2 separate regions of the Mus musculus genome follow, and region 2 is linked to region 1. Evidence: chromatin contacts called from public HiChIP or PLAC-seq data. All regions are on one chromosome and are shown on one strand. Each heading gives the region's core, a stretch centred on a gene start, on an enhancer-like site or on the middle of the called end of the contact. The rest is flanking DNA. Distances are from core to core; before and after follow the strand shown.

Region 1 (5,025 bases), core at 1,067-3,566:
CCTGGATGACATAAACCTAAAGGGAAAAATGATTTTTTGTGACAAGAGAACCCCAACTCACAATAGCTGCAAGGTACTCAGTCCCCACTCCCCAAAAAGCCAGAGTCAGGCATCCTTGCACACCCACTGTGCACCCAGCTTTCCTCAGCCTCCTTGACAGCCCTGTAAGGTCTGGAGAAGAGCTCTGGCTCCCATTATCAGGAAGGAATGGTATGGGTGACTAGCTCCACACACCTCCTTAGATTTTTTTTTTTTACCTCCTGTCTCTGTATAACTCAAAACCCAACTTGTGCTATAGGCAAGGCTGCCCCTTCCAAGGGAGGCAGAGCAGAGCCCAGTGAGGCAGCACCAGTGTCTCTGCTATACATCTTTCCAGGAGCCCTAACTCCATCCTAGAAGCAAGGCCTTCAGTCAACCTCTTCCACTAGCTGTGGTTTTGACTTTGGCAGCTGAACCAGGAGGCAAGGCATCACCAGGCTTCCAGGGGCAGCGGTGGCTCAATCAGCCTCAACAGAAGGCGATATAGCTCTGGTGGTTAATCGTCCACCAAAACCTGGGTTCAAAATCTGGCTATCCCATTTCCTGGGTGTGGCTTATGTGCCACTTATGTAAGTGACTGGGAACCTAAGCTCTCTCTGGGCCTCAATTCCTCCATTTTAAAACCTGGTGGGCCAAGTAAAGCAATTAAGTGTAAAGGCCTAACACGGAACAGAAGATAGATATGTTAGTCACATTCCGTGCATCACACCCAGTGACAAATGAGGATGGTCAGTTTGGATCATCACCTTGCTCCTGACACTAAGGGGAAGGACAAAGAGCCTCTACTGACTGCAGCTAGTCCTAGGTGAGTGACCTCATTCCTTAACTAGATCAAGCCCCACGGTCCTAGCTTCCCTTCCTCGGCCTGGAGCACGGAGAGGTTAGTGGGAACAGTGAACGAGGCTGATTCCTGACCCCAGGAGCAGCCATTTCTCCAGAGCCAGCCTGTTGCTCTAAAAGGAGCCGCTAGCGGCTTCTCTTCCTTGCAGCGGGGAGAAAGAACTAGATAGAGGAATCGCCCTCAGGATCCGGTATTAGGGTGGGAGCCAGTGGGGTGGGGCAAAGGCAGGCCCGAGGCCCTTACCTCTGTCCACCCTCCAGGGAACAAAGGACAAGGAGACGGGAGGTGCTCAGTGGGCCCCCACCACAGTGCAAGTTTTCACCTGGCAGGCTGCCCACGAGGCTCTCGGGCCTAGCATCCAACCCTATGCAGGCCCAAAGGGCGTCTAACGCCATCACAGAAACTACCCTCCTTTTTTGTTGGCTTTCCCTTGTAGCCTACAAGGATACATTAGAAGCTCGTGTCCCTCTCCCCTAAGCCGTGACGTCCCCTAAGGTTTGCAGGCCCTGTACTTCGGCCTCGAGGTAACTTCTGTGTTCTGCACGGCTGGGATCCATTCCTTTCTCCCCAGACCCCGAGGGCTCATTTTTCCATCCACCACCCCCCCCCACACACACACACACGCACGCACGCACGCACACACACACACTTCGCAGGGCTGATCTGGACTGCGACTAGTGTTTGGTTGGTGGGGGTGGAGATCGGGATCTGCTGTCTCTCCTTCACCACCTGATGATCTCTAGCCCTGGCCCTTGGTCCCATCGACCAGAGACCACCCCTTCCGCGTCCCCTTCCTCCCAGACTTCCCATGAAGGTCTCTTAGGCTGGCATTCTTCCTTGCCTGGAGGATCCAGAGGGCCTCCATCTCACCATCCCCTCCTCCCCCACCCTCTGATTGCTCCAACACAAGTCTCCTTTTCTGGTCGCGCACCCTTTCCCCAGCCCCCCTTCCCGCGCCCCGCCTAGATCCTCCTCCAGAACCTATGCGACCCGGCCCTTCCTCCGAATCCCCCATTTTTTTCGGGCTCCCTCGTCGCTACCTCGCAGAACCTTCCACGCACTCATCGAATGTGCTACCCAGGCCCCCCCCACCCCCCACTTCTCAAAGCCCCTGGGTCGAGAACTCCGGGTTCCAGGCGCTAAGCCCGCTCTGGACGCTCGCGGCCCCCCAGCACACCGTGTACGTGTCCACGAGCTCAGAACCCACGACGCGCGCCTCCTTGGCAGGCTCGGCCTCCCGCTCAGGGCCGAAGCTGAGTGTCGCAGCCGCCATGTTGCCGGCTCCACCGCTGCCGACGCCCGGCGCAGAGTGGCAGCAGCAGGGGGCGGGGTCAGCGTCCCACCGCCCCCCAGCCCCCGCTGCCCCCCGCCCGCGCCCGCGACGCCATCTTGGCCCCTCGGCCTGCTTGCGTCCTCGCCCCGCCCCTTGCCCGTAATTGACAGCACAACCAGTGGCACGCATGCGCAGCTCCTGCGGGCTTGCCCAATTTGCTTTCTGTATACCTGTGCGGCGTTCTGTCCCCTCGGGCAGTTGTGGTCATTGTCCGCTGGGCTCACAGCAGGGAAGGGCAGAGGCCATGGGCCTTCGGAACTCTCCGAAGTCACTCTGCTTCGCTTGGCCTCAGTTTCCAGAGGGGACATTAATAGGGTCTCGCCTGGCTGTTGGGTTCATTCCCTGTGTAGCAAGAGCAAAATGAATAAGACTAGACTTAGAGATGGAACAAGGACCAGAGGGACTCTCCGACACTTGGGGGGTTTGTTGTTAAAAGTACTGGTGGAGAATTGATTGTGGTGATTCTGCAGTGCTCAGTACCCCACGGGCTTTCCCCTGGCAGTGTGCTAGGCGGCACACTGGTGTGTTCAGGGAGAGCTTATATGCAGCAGACGTGCAGGTGGATGGAAGAGATATGCGCTGTCCATCTGGTTTCCCAGATGACATCCTGCAAGAGCTCAAGGTGAGGAGGAGACAGACTAGGCCTTGGACACAAGAGCGTGGCTGAAGAAACATCCATAGGGAACAACCATAGGGAAGACTTAGCTGGAGAAGAGATGACCCAACCGGAGGAGGAAAAGAGAGAATCCTGATAGACATAGGGTTCTTTAGGGACACTTGTTGACTCACAGAATGCAGCTGACTCAAACCCGAAGTGAACACTGATTGTTGTCCTTGAAAGATGGAAGGTTGCGGCGTGGTAGATCCCGCTGAAGGGCTTCAGGCCAGCCTATTCTTTGTGGGCCAGTGACTTCTTCCATTACCAGTGTCATATTATACTCTGAACCTTGCATAGGAAGTGTTTCTTGGCAGGACTTACACTGCCAGCCTCTGTTGGCATGCTACCATCTCTCAGGGGGTGTAATATAAGGTAGGGATTCTCCGGTCAGCTTGACCTCAGGCAAGTCACTGTGATTCCATAGAAGACCGAACTGTTTACTTCACATTTCCTGTGTGCTCATATTTTCATTCATTCAGGAAACTTTTTCCTGAGGTTGTTGAGGATGTGTGTGTGTGTGTGTGTGTGTGTGTGTGTGTGTATTGCATTTAGGTGCTTGCTCCCAAACCTGAAAACTTGAGTTCAGTCCTGGGTTCCTGGGAACCTAGGTAGCAGAGAGAGATAGATGACTCCTGCAAGTTGTCCTTTGACTTCCACATGCACTCATAAATAAAAGCAATACATTCTTTTTTTTTTCTTGAGACTTCCCTGGGGGTGGGGTGGGGTCTGGGGAACAGATGGCAAGAGACCTGGTCCTTGCAGTCCTTCATAGCTCCTGGCCCTAGGCAGATGATACAGGGACTTTGGCCAGCCTGAGATTACAGGGACCAGGGAGGGGGTGGAGGATATTCCAGGCAGTGGTGGGCTGGGCTGGGAATGTAGCAGGAGGTGGAGGGAGGCAGGGCTATATAAGCCCAAGCAGAGGGCTGGCTGGCTGGCAACCCCAGTAGCCTGTCCTGTGAGCTGTCGCCAGAATGGATGACATCTACAAAGCTGCGGTGAGAGATGAATCTTTAAGGGGTTAGGGTGGGTAGGTCCATTGGGGTTCCCTTAGCTAAGGATGGAGGACAGGGGTACACTAGGGAAGTGATGGGGGACTCAAAAGGGTCCCCACACACCTGTAACCCAGCCCCTTGAGCTGACATTTGGGGGATGCAGAAAGGGTAGCAATTCAGGGGTTTGTCAATGTGGCTAGGGGTATGGTCTCAGCTTTCAGCATCCTGTGTCTCCCTCTGTTTCTAACCTGTCACTGTCTTGAGTGTATTTGTGTTTTTATTCTTTAGACATCTGTTGGTCTTTCACAAGGTCTTTCCATCTCTGTTCCTTCCTCACGATGTCTCTGAGTCTTTGTCTCTCTGTGTGTCTCCAGGTCTGCGCCCCGCACCCCCTCCCAAGCTTCCATTTCTCACAATCTGCTTCTTACATACTCAGATCTGCCTCTCTCCTCTAGCCCCTGAGCTGGATGAGGAGGCTCTAGAAGGTGGGAGGGAATTGTGAGAGGGCTGGAGAACTTGAGTCCTGGGATGGGAAAGATGCTTTGAAGGTACAGGCCTGAGGAGAGGGAGGGAAGAAGGAATGGCTTGTTGGAACCTCAGTCCCTGGCAGGCTCAGGGGTTAGGTAGGAGTTGAGAGTGATAAGAGTCAGGGTTAGAGAACAGTGACCCTAAGACTGTTCGATTTCCTGGGGACGCTGAGGGACTTTTGATATACCTGCTTCAGAGACAAGAAAATCCTAGCAAACAGCTGTTCTCAGGAAATTCTCTCCCAACCCCCGGAATATGGCCCCACTTGTGAGCAGGGAAGGGCTGCAGCTGGTTCCTATGGTATCCTTGGCTATCTTGTAGGAGTCTGTGGAGCTGGAGTAGGGGGGTGGCCCTCCACCCAGTGCCCATACAAGGCCTGGCGGGGCTGGGGACTAATTTTGGCTCCTGAGGCAGCACCAGTAGGCCAGGGGGGCAGATAACACTACCCCACCCCCTGCATACCAAAGTCCCCAGAACAATCACCAGGTTTAACTTTGTCCCCCTTTAAAAATAGCTCAGTGGCCACCCTGGTCAGGTTACAGTGGGTGGCTTTGCTCGCCCCCACATTCGTTTTATTGTCTCAACCTGAGGGACAGCTGTCTCTCAGGCCATGCAGCTTAAGTTTCATTAG
Region 2 (5,025 bases), core at 1,245-3,744, 170 kb after region 1:
CAATAAGATTTCACTTGGCTAAAATTAGCCACATGAGCTTACTAAATATGAGTTAATTTCTGTCATCAAAAACATAATAGAAAGCTGTGAGGCCACTCAATGGCACAGCACTTGGCTTAGCCCTGGGTTCAATCCCCAGCACACATACACACCACAAACAAACAAAACCCAGCAGAGAAGACCTATATATAAAGTGGTGACTCTTGGATATAGGTAAGGCTCAACACATACTTTCAAGAATGCCATAAATACAGAATAGAGAAATAGCTAGGAGTTATTTTTTACTATGAACTTATTTACCTTGCATATTCTTTTTAATCTTCTCATTGGCTTTATTATTGCTTTTTACGACAGGGGAAACAAGCCTGAACGATCTTGCTTTAGGTTCAAAAGCTTTTACCCGGGGCTGCCCTGATTTAGTGGTCCAGCTGCTTTCTATGTGGGGACAGCAGGCTGGAATTGGTAGTAGGAATGTGACTCTATTGAATCAGAAGCACCATTGTGGAACAGATTTTAAAATGAGAAATAGCTAGAGAGAGGAAGGTGGTTCAGGTATCTAATTTCAATATACGCATAGATGCTCAGACTTAAAGAAGAAACTCCCCTTATCCCCCACCCTCACCCCACACACAAGGTAAAGGAAATTATCAATATTCTAGAATTAGTAGTACATGGTTCAGTTATTGTGGTCACCTCAAAAAATACATGAGAGCTGGAGGGTCAAAAACTGAAATTGGCTAAATTTCAGAAATGGTAACTTGAGAGACATGGAGAAGGACAGGTGTGAGAGTGAGTCCCCAACATGGCAGAGGAGGCTGAGATGACAAGAGTGGCACTGCTCTAACCTAGAAGCGTGAAGGGAGACAGGCGAGGAAGTGACCATGAAGCAGGGTCGAAGGTTTCTGACTTCCTGCTGTGGGAGACAGGGTGAGGGGAACCAAAGCAGGAAGGCATACTGTGAAACGCCTGTGCCCACAGAAGGGATATAGCACTAAACTTCCCAACACGAGAATATTCTGTCTTCTAGTCTCTGCCAGAAATAGACAAACTACACAACTTTACCTCAGAAATGTTGACAGGAAGGGGGAATGAGCAGCGCCTCACTGCCAGAACAGAGCAATTGAAAGGGACTCCCACCAACTCTGAGATGGAATTTAACAGGCAAAGCACTTATGATCACTTGGCACTTAATCCCACAGCACATTTCAGTGTGTGGCATATACATTATAAAGTCCACTACTGGGGGCTGGAGAGATGGTCAATGGTTAAGAGCACTGACTGCTCTTCCAAAGGTCCTGAGTTCAATTCCCAGCAACCACATGGTGGCTCACAGCCATCTGTAATGGAATCTGATGCTCTCTTCTGGTTTGTCTGAAGACAGCTACTCTCAGATTTCCATTAGAAAAAGTACCTTAGTGCCACAAATTAAATCAGACTGAGTAGATGAGACCATTTAACAGTATGTCCCCCTGCCCCTAAGACTATGCTGACCAGTGAAACTAAAAGCTTCTCTTCTCGGGACTGTCACCTGGAACTGCCCGCCTGTCTCTTCTCAGTGCTCACCTTTGTAACAGCAAAAGTGGGAATTCTAATCCAGACCTTGGTGTGTGAGCTAAAATTTCCAGGCTCCATCATCACCTTACCTGAAAAGGAGAGCAGATGCCCCAACAACCAAGGCAAGAGGAGAAGACAGACAACAGTGGACTTTCTCATCGGAAGTCACAAAGTCTTCTCGGCTTTTATTACACCCAAGGTAATAAAACAAGTACAAAATAACCTTGTAATAAGGATACTGTGTCCATCAATAAAAAAGAAACCACTAGTGTATGAAGAGCTATACACACATGGCTAAAATTAATAGTTGTAAATGGGGAGTTGTTTTCTTTTTTTTTTTCTTTCAGAAATGGTAGATTAATAAAACAGGACAAATAAAATACAGTGCTCTAAATATGCATAACCATAAACACTAAGTCTATACACTACTATTAGCATAACAGATCCATTGCTTCTATTTACCAACCATGCCCATTCCCTCCTAGCTTTAAGGACAGCTTCCTCTAAGGAATACTAGGTGCAGCATAAACCTTAAATAATCTCAGGTATTGTAGGAGTTACAGTCTACAGAGAAATGAACTCCTTGTCAATCTAGATAAGAGCAATGCCAACCATTCCTCACATGCACTTCTCTTAGAATAAAGCCCCTTGGCTAGCAGGCTAAGCTCAGGCTACAAACTGCCCCCAGCCACACATCCCCTCTATGATATCTACGTCCCCACATTGGCATTCACCGTCCCCACCCCTAAAAAGTGCAGTTCCTGGTAGCTTTCCTAGGAAATGGTTCAACAGGTTTCCCAGAAGACACGCTTCTGAAAGCCCCTCTGAGCGAGCACCAGTGGTGGTGATGAGGAACTGTGTTCCTGCACTGTAGTTACAGCAGTGTGTTCTGAACACTTGAGTTTGTGTGTGTGTGTGTGTGTGATTTTTAAAATTATCTTGGTGCCCTGTGATGTAATGGAGAGAACATCTGTTTCCCCAAGAAGAAGAGGAAGTGGGGATAGAGATGAAGGCTGGTGACCCCAGTCTGGCTAAGTGTCCAGCTCTCCTCCTGGCCCTGCAGGTTCTTTCTCAGAAACTAGTTATTGCTTCCACGCTGCCGCTACAGGGAATGCTCTGCAAAGACCGTGACCCTCCCTGGTCACGGTTTACCTGCAATGGCTCTGCTCTGAAAAGCACACCAGCCCAAGAGCTCTTACCAGAGGGAAAATGTTTAGCCCTCAAGGTCACTGAAACTTGGTTAGTGCAGTTTAGAGTAAATGCATACTATTTGGCTTATGTTAAATGATTATTGGCACAATGTTCTTGAATTTCATGTATAAATATGATCTGCACATAGGCCATAGCCCTTGGGTGGATCAGCCAATCTGCACCATTTTTATGTCAGCAATAATTCCATCTCTTCCTTTTGAGCACTGTAGGGAGAGCTGCTTCATCCGGGTTTCCAAGGCCTGGCTCTCAAGGGACGTGCTGCTTTGGCTCCTGCTCCTGCCACTGCCACCGTTGGTGCTGCCGAGAACACGGTTGTTGTTGGCTTTGTCACTCATTTTATTCTCGGCCCCTTCTGCTCTGTCTCCTGCAGAGATACAAAGATTGCCAAATGGGGGTGGTCAGTTTCAAGAGTTCCATAGGCACCAGCATCGGCCACCTGAGCCCTCTGCCATTCCTGCTGTCCACCATACATCTCAGAGGTTCTCCAGCACTGGGTGGCACACTACATGCACTCACTAATCTGTTCTTTAGAGATGAGATGTACCATTGTCATTTTGTAGCTAGGAAGCGAACCTCTCCAACAGGAACTTGCCGAGAGGATTGTTCTTAGGGGAGACATGGGACCTAAGTTCTGCTTGGTTGAAGTTGGCCAGGACTGTAGAAGTGCCCTTGAAAGTAATCTGAGTGATCCATCCCACTGTATGTTCTCAGGGCCCCTGAGACCTGGCAAAGGTATGGACAGTGCACAAGTTGAGCTGCAACCTACCTCGTTCAACCTCACATTCAGGGGAGGAGGCCCCACTGCATTCACTTCGAGGACCCAGTATTGGGAACATCATCCCAAATTCTGACAGGGACACAGGGCTAGGCAGATCCAGACTGCCAGGCCTTGCCACTGCAGGGAACTGATCAGGCATTTCAGACGGACTCGTCGGTCCCGAACTAAAGCTGGACACAGACTGGGTTTCCGAGTCATCTTCAGACACCAAGTTGCTGCAGTTGTCATCTTCAAAGGCTTCTGATGCCACTGTGATGAGAGAGGACATCAATCACATGGGATCTGCCAGGTAGTAGCCCAGTCCCTTAAATGCCTGCAGACATGCTCTCTGCTGGACATGCTCACACAACATGGAGTCTGCAGGACCTGCATCGCACCTGAACCTGTCTGACCAGCCTCCAGAACAGTTTGAAAGGAAGCGGCTTGTCCAGCATATACAAAGGCCTGAGTTCCATCCCCAGCGCCGAAGGAAAGGGGAAGGTAAATTCAGACTAGCCCTTTGTAATGTAGCCTATACTAGGCAGAAGGAAGACGGAAGCAGCAAGAGCTGCTGGAAGGAGGGGCAGGCCGGGGTGGGATGTCTGATAACTTCTGATCTCAACAGACACGCTACAAAGTACAGTGCTCCTTTCCAGTACTCTAACTGACTCTGAGTTTGTGGACAGAATAACCGAGGCTCAGAGACAGGCCATTCTTGTTTTCAAAGCCTCTTCAGCCTGCACTATCACTTTTAAGATCCTTCCCAGTTCCCATTGTGCCTGTGACTGTTTAAACATGGCCTAGCGTTCCAGAGTGGATTGATACAAGTGCTGTGCTAGGAAATGGGTCCAGATCTGAACTCATATCCTAACGCCACTGCTGACTGTGTGGCCTTGTAAGTCACTTGACTGCCCAGCTTCGGGATGCTCTGTGCACAGGATTAATGAGGTAATATGTAAAGTAACTCAGTACATAGGCATTGGTTACATTTTAGTTTCATTTCCCTTCAAACTGGCAATTCAGCATTTGTTGATGGCCTTTAACACTTGGTGGGGCCAGAGATGCTCTTCTAGAGGACCCAGGATTGATTTCCAGCACTTACATGGCAGCTAATAACTAATTCCACAAGACCCAGTGTCCTCTTCTGATAGCAGGCAATTATGTGGTATACATAGATTCATGTGGGAAAGATACAAATTATTTTTCTTAAATAATAGTAATAAGGAAAAGAAAAAAAAAGAGTTGCTGAGGAGGAAGCCTAAGCACACAGGAAAGGGAGAGCTATGAGGTAGTGTTCTTGTCAGTAGTTTTCTTGATTAACGGAAGCTAGGTCAATCCTATCATTTCTGCACAGGATATCCCTGAGCAGAGGAGACCCGTGTGCTCAGACCCTAGGGAGAGCTGCCAGGTATCTCCTCAGCACCCTGTGTAGCAGAGTAGACCCTCATGCAGCTGACACAGCAAACACATCAAGGCCCCTCTGTCCCCCATCATTGGTGAAA

The links. HiChIP or PLAC-seq counts read pairs in DNA pulled down with a chosen protein or histone mark.
Region 2: a contact with region 1 is called in an H3K4me3 HiChIP or PLAC-seq map of bone marrow-derived macrophages, with 2.1 times the contacts expected there. The contact joins the enhancer-like site here to the promoter of Nisch in region 1. A contact is called at or near these places in 10 of 39 promoter capture datasets (3T3-L1-derived adipocytes, the C10 cell line, the HPC-7 cell line and 6 more), 1 of 15 datasets of contacts at CTCF or cohesin (large pre-B cells), 4 of 484 Hi-C or Micro-C datasets (the N1E-115 cell line, brown adipocytes, nephron progenitors and 1 more), 7 of 115 datasets of contacts at active chromatin or transcription factors (the 230-238 cell line, astrocytes, bone marrow-derived macrophages and 3 more) and 4 of 9 other capture datasets (adipose tissue, embryonic stem cells, liver and 1 more).

What each region holds. Positions count from the first base shown.
Region 1 is chr14:31,204,510-31,209,534 of GRCm38.p6, forward strand. It overlaps Nisch (nischarin), which reads right to left and starts at 2,317. Exons shown (of 21, transcript NM_022656.2): 1 at 2,058-2,317; 2 at 1-16. The coding sequence starts at 2,153. Tnnc1 (troponin C, cardiac/slow skeletal) reads left to right here and starts at 3,803. Exons shown (of 6, transcript NM_009393.3): 1 at 3,803-3,869. The coding sequence starts at 3,846.
Region 2 is chr14:31,372,072-31,377,096 of GRCm38.p6, forward strand. It overlaps Sh3bp5 (SH3-domain binding protein 5 (BTK-associated)), which reads right to left. Exons shown (of 9, transcript NM_011894.3): 8 at 3,533-3,793; 9 at 543-3,130. The coding sequence ends at 2,913. Among named protein-coding and RNA genes, the nearest start is that of Capn7, 38 kb to the left of the region's middle. Within about 2 kb of position 2,495, at least 2 of the 459 cell types and tissues checked have an H3K27ac peak or open chromatin away from gene starts, as enhancers often do. A contact at or near this core is called in bone marrow-derived macrophages, where this site is marked.